Linked DNA regions of Callithrix jacchus: region 1 is linked to region 2. A link is a contact called in public Hi-C data. All regions are on one chromosome and are shown on one strand. The core of a region is the stretch at or near the end of the contact, and the rest is flanking DNA. Distances in the headings are between cores, read along the strand shown. Region 1 holds the start of LOC144578411. Region 2 has its middle 13 kb from the start of SMARCD3.

What was found. Hi-C and Micro-C count contacts between places; a contact is called where the count stands out from the background.
Region 1: a Hi-C map of skeletal muscle shows a contact between it and region 2, with 5 times the contacts expected there. The contact joins the promoter of LOC144578411 here to the enhancer-like site in region 2. A contact is called at or near these places in 2 of 3 Hi-C or Micro-C datasets (induced pluripotent stem cells and skeletal muscle).

Annotation. Positions count from the first base shown.
Region 1 is chr11:96,963,961-96,966,660 of calJac240_pri, reverse strand. LOC144578411 reads left to right here and starts at 1,377. Exons shown (of 2, transcript XM_078343448.1): 1 at 1,377-1,690. The coding sequence starts at 1,574. All of the region lies in intron 2 of SMARCD3 (SWI/SNF related BAF chromatin remodeling complex subunit D3), which reads right to left.
Region 2 is chr11:96,922,596-96,925,295 of calJac240_pri, reverse strand. No RefSeq gene overlaps it. Among named protein-coding and RNA genes, the nearest start is that of SMARCD3, 13 kb to the left of the region's middle. Within about 2 kb of position 1,410, at least 3 of the 16 cell types and tissues checked have an H3K27ac peak or open chromatin away from gene starts, as enhancers often do.

The sequences.
Region 1 (2,700 bases), core at 128-2,627, 41 kb before region 2:
AGCCTGCCTGTGGCAGGACAGTACTCCCCTAACCCTTCAGTCTCTAGGCCTCACGTCCCCAATTCCAGCCCTTCCTTCACACCTTCCAGGAGTTTAGGACATCAGCTTCTGGTGGCTGAGCCGCCAAGGGGACCCTCAGAGTCCGTAACTTGGGGTAAGTCCCTAGAGCAGGCCTCTCCCCCACCCCGAGGCAGAAGCTCCAGAGCCCTCCCGCTGGGATGCAGAAGTCGCTCAGCCTGCGAGCTTCCCGCGACAGTGCCTCCAGGGTCACCTGCTCCTTGCTCTGGAGACACAAGCAGTGACACTGTCCCAACGGATGAAGAGACAGCCCAGCCCAGACTCTGCCATATCCCCATCCCCCACCCCCTCCCCGAGGGCAGGGGCAACACCTGGGCCCACAAGGAAAAGAACGGAAGTCAACCTGTCCACTACAGCGAGGACCCCCCACTTGGGGGGGGAGAGTCCCCAAGTCCCACCCCCACCCCTGACAAGAGCCATGTAAACGCCTCCCTTCCCCGCCTCGCGCCAGACCCGGCCGGCCGCCTGGCGACGTGTTCAGGTGCCAGGGCGCCGGCACGGTCCCGGGGCCGGGCCGTGGGCCGTGGCGCCCCCCGCTAGAGGGGTGGGAGAGCGGGAGCGCCCTCCCGGCCCCTCCCGATCAGCCCTCCATTCAGCCCGAGCCAGCTCACTCGCCCTCCCCCGCTAACTTTCCCCCACTCACCACCCCATGGACCAGAAACTCAAAAAGTTTGCTTTTCGTGGCTTTGCGCGCCCCTCCGGCAACTTCGTCCGCGGCCATCGGGGTGGGCTCAGCGGCTCCTCTCACTCTCTCTCTCTCTTCCTCTTTCTTTCCCTTTTCTGCCTTTTTTTTTCCTCCAACTCTCCCCTCTGAGTCCTGCTGGGCTCTCTCACACTTCTACTCGAGCGGAGTGGGGAGGGGGCCCCTTCAGGGCTGCCCTGACGGCCCACGGCCCACGCCGCCGCCGCCCGCCCGCCGCCGCCGCCGCGGCTGCCGCATTCCTGCACTGATAAGCCAGAAATAGTCCGGCGGCCCGGGGTCTGCCTGTTGACTCGGCGGGGACGGGGCCGCCTGCCTTTCCAAGCCCGCTGTCCAAACAGCGCAGATAAGCGGCGAGGCGCGCCGACCAGCCCGGCGGCGGGCGCTGGGCAGCGGCGCTGCAGCCCGAGGCCGCCGAGGGCCGCGGGAGGCGGCGCGGGGAGGGGACGCCAGGGGAGGCGGCGGGGGGTCGCCGGCCACCGGCTCTCGCCACAAATAGTTTCTCCGTCAGGGAATTCGCCGGCCGCGCCAGGCCGGGAACAGTCAGTTCCAACTTTCCCCCCAGCGGCTCCTGCTGCATTTCTGAGGCCCTTTCCCCAGAGACCTGGCAGGCCGAGCCGGGAAACACGGGCTAGCAGGAGCCGGGGAGCCCGGCAGCGAGGCCTCGCGCCTGCCCTGGGCCGGCGGCGGTGGGTGTGCCCGGGCGGCGGCGTGGCCCTGCGTCCACGGCTGTGTGTGCCCTTGTCTCGCACGCAGTGTGTGTCCGCGCCCTTTTGTGGCGTGGCTGCTCTGTGCATGCAGACAGACGCCCTGTCTGTGTGCTTCCCTCCACGACAGCCTCCGTGCGCGCGCGCCTGCGTGTGTGGCAGGACGTGGCCTGTGCCTTTCAGCTCTGTGCGAGGCTATTTCTGGGTATGTGAGTCTTTGTTTGTCGCTCTGTGAGAAAGTGAGGGCAACAGGGGAAGTATTTCGGAAAGAAGGACAGGGATTGTGCTCATGAGAACAGGAAGAGAACGAATGTGGGGAATGGCGCGGCGCCAGGGGGGTGCTGGGGTGGGTGCGTGGAGGGAACGAGGGAAGCCCGGCTTGGTTTCCTTGGGATGGGGGTGGACCCAGAAGAGTTGGGGCAGCTGGGCTGGGTATGGTGGGCCTGCCTCAATACCCCAGAGAGAGGAGTCTTGAAGCTGTGGTGTGGGGTGGGATGGCGAGGGAGCCCCAGAAGGGGCGTGTGGAAGGAGCTGGCAGTCCCTGGAGTGGAGGAGGGACCAGAAGGAGGAGGGGCAAATCCTGACATCCCCAGGCTGGGAGCCCTGGCCCTCCCGAGTCCCCCAAAGGCCACGCCCCTCTTTCCTCCTTCTGGGGGAGGAGCCTGTGGGCTTTGGGACATGGAGCCGTGGGCTCACTGCGAGAATCCAGGAGAGGGCAGGGCCATGCCTAGTGCCTAGGGGAGTTTGGTGAAACACTTATTTGAAGTTGGGCCCTGAAGACTGACAAGTCCTGACCCTAAACCCTTCAGAACGCCTTTGCCCAGGGGGTCTTTTCTGTCCGCAGCCTGATTTCTGCCGGTCCTGGTGGTGCTCTTAGCTGTCACTGTTCATTTAGGTGCCCACCATCAATCTGAAATGCCAGAGAGGGCATCTGGTCCAGGATGCCCCTACACCACCCCTGGCTTAAAAGGGGACCTAGAGATCCCCTTGCTACCAAATCTCTCCCAGAGCTTTAGACTAGACCACACACACACACACACACACACACACAAACACAGAGCCTGGGCTGACAGGGTGGGGATGGGTGGGTGGGCTGACTCTGTCTGCCATAGGTCATGAAGGTAGCTGCTGGGAACCTGGGGAGGTGATTTGCCCAGTCTGCCTGCTAACCTCCAAAATCCCTGCTCACTCCCATTTCTTAGCCCCTGCCCCTGA
Region 2 (2,700 bases), core at 161-2,660:
TCAGAATAATTATTTTGGGACTTAGTAAGATCCCAAATAAGACTTGGGATCTTATTTTGTGAGCCATATATATCAGTAGTGTACATTACCATACAATGTAACAAGATCTATGTATAAACAACGCAACCAACCATCCAAGTGTTACAACAACTAAAACCCCCAATAAACCTTGAAGAGTGGAAAAAAAAAAAGGAAGAACATTGAAGGTAAGGGACCTGTTAGCCACTGTACCACCCACCGTGCGGCCGACCGGGAAAGGTGTGGAAGCAAGAGAGAAAGATCCCCGAGTGAGGAGGGTGTGGTGGGACCTGGGATCCCAGCCTGTCCCTGCCCCCTCCATCTGACCAGGCTCTTCCCAAACCCCTGTTCCCCCAAGTATGCAATCCTGATGCCTGCGTGTGATACCCCAGTTCTCCACCTGCCTCTGGAGCAGTACTGGAGCAGAGCTCCGGGGAGTCTCCCCCATTCCTTTGCACATGGCGCCCAAGACTTTGCAGGGAAAACTTGTCACAAATCCAGATTTCAGTCCCCTTCCAGGCTCAGAGTCCTGATCCAGGAACGTGCCTTTGTTAAACTTGTGTGGTCACAACATAGGGATTATAATTTATTTTATTTTATTATTGATATTTTGAGACAGAGTCTTCCTCTGTGGCCCAGCCTGGAGTGCGGTGGCCTGATCTCAGCTCACTGCAACCTCCGCCTCCCGGGCGGCCTCAAGCGATTCTCCCTGAGAATCGCCTCAGCCTTCAGAGTAGCTGCGATTATAGACATGCGCCACCTCGCCAATTTTTGTATTTTTAGTAGAGGCGGGGTTTCTCCATGTTGGCCAGACTGGTCTCGAACTCCTGACCTCAAGTGATCTACCCACCTCGGCCTCCCAAGGTGCTGGGATTACAGGCGTGAGCCACCGCGCCCGACCGTCACTATCGTTTTTTTACAGTCCTTGTTTTACAGAGTTCGGAACTGAGATACTTTCAGATGCAGAGTGATGGATCGTCTGGGATTTGCTTTTAGAAACAGGAGGCAGGGCTCCGCTGGAGGCATGAGGGAGCCTGACTGGCTTCTTCGTTAGAACCGGTCTGCTTTTGAATGTATTTGAATTCGTCTCTTGAAAACCATTTCCCGCCCCTCGGAGACTCCGCGGGAGGGGCGGGAGGGAGACCCGGGCCCGGGGCCAGGTGGCGTTTGGCTTTGGCGGGCGGGAGCCGGGGCTGGGCGGCTGCGGCTGAGCGGACTCTAGCGCCACCTGGCGGCCATCGCGGGACCGACGCCCCCGTGGATCTCCCCCCGGCCGCGGAATGGGCCGCGGAATCGGCCGCCGAGCAGCAGCCGGGAAGGGGCGAGGGAGCCCCACTCCATGCCAGGCGAAGGCCCACGCCTGCTGCCCTGACCCTGGAAGCCCCTTCAGCGCAGCACCCAGCCAACCGCGCTCTCCCAGGGCCCACCTCGGATTTACACCCCCACCGGCGTTGGAGGCCACTTGGTCTCATTGGTGACATGTCATGGTGTGCATGACAGGTCACGACTTGGCGATGGCGGGTCCTCCTGCTCTGTGGGGGTGGGCGCGCGGCACGGCTAAGCAACTCGCTAGGGCCCTGCCTTTTGTAATTTAAGCCAAGTTACACAGTTTCAACAAGAGCTTTGTGTAATAGGTTCTTTTTTTTTTAATTTTAGGTTTTGGGGTACACGTGCAGAACATTTTTTTCTTTTTTTTTTTTTGAGACAAAGTCTCGCTCTGTCGCCCAGCCTGGAGTTCAATCGCAGGATCTTGGCTTACTGCAACCTCCGCCTCCCGGGTTCAAATGATTCTCCTGCCTCACCTTCCGGAGTAGCTGGGACTACAGGTGCCCGCCATCACGCCCAGCTAATTTTTGTATTTTTAGTAGAGACGGGGTTTCGCCATGTTGGCCAGGCTGGTCTTGAAGTCCTGGACTCGGGTGATCCGACCGCCTTGGCCTCTGAAAGTGCTGGGATTACAGATATGAGCCACCATGGCTGGCCAAGGAGGTTCTGAAAACAGTCCCTGTCTTACACCTGCCCAGGGCCTGAGCCCTCAATCTTGGCCTTTTTCAGGAGCTGGTGAAAATGAAACTGGAATTCCTGACCTGGGAATTCAGGTTTACTTCACCTAATCTAACTCACTTCTAATGCAGGGATTCAAGAATTGGGCATGTGGCTTCCAGAGTCCTTTTGGAATGTCACAGTCTAGGCTTTTATTTTATTTTTTTTTAATGAGGGACACCCAGCAGTGACTGACTCTCAGTGGGTCCCCGTGCGGGCAGGAGCGTGGTGGGAGCAGGTTCCCTCTGCATACCTCTTTCAGGGGCCTTAGGGCTGACTTCACCTGACGGCCTGGTCCTGGGCTGTGTTAAGACCTTCTGGAGAAATTGTGTTTTTATTAAAACATCAAATCCATGTCCCTGTAAAAACAAGCCAAAAACCAAGTTACACAATTTCGAATCACATTGTTACAGGAGGTGTCTGGAAAAAGCAGCTCCCCCACAACTTCCTGTCCTCCACAGCGGGCTCTCAGCTCTCCCAGCTCACTCTTGTTTTTTGCCTCCATGTCTGTAAACAACGGATTCCATCCCTAGCGTTTCCTACTGGTTGCAGAAGAGGAGGACACACCTCCTCCTCACACCCTCCCAGCACCTCCTACCTCCTCATTCTCCAGTGAATTCTTACCTTGGGGCAGATGGA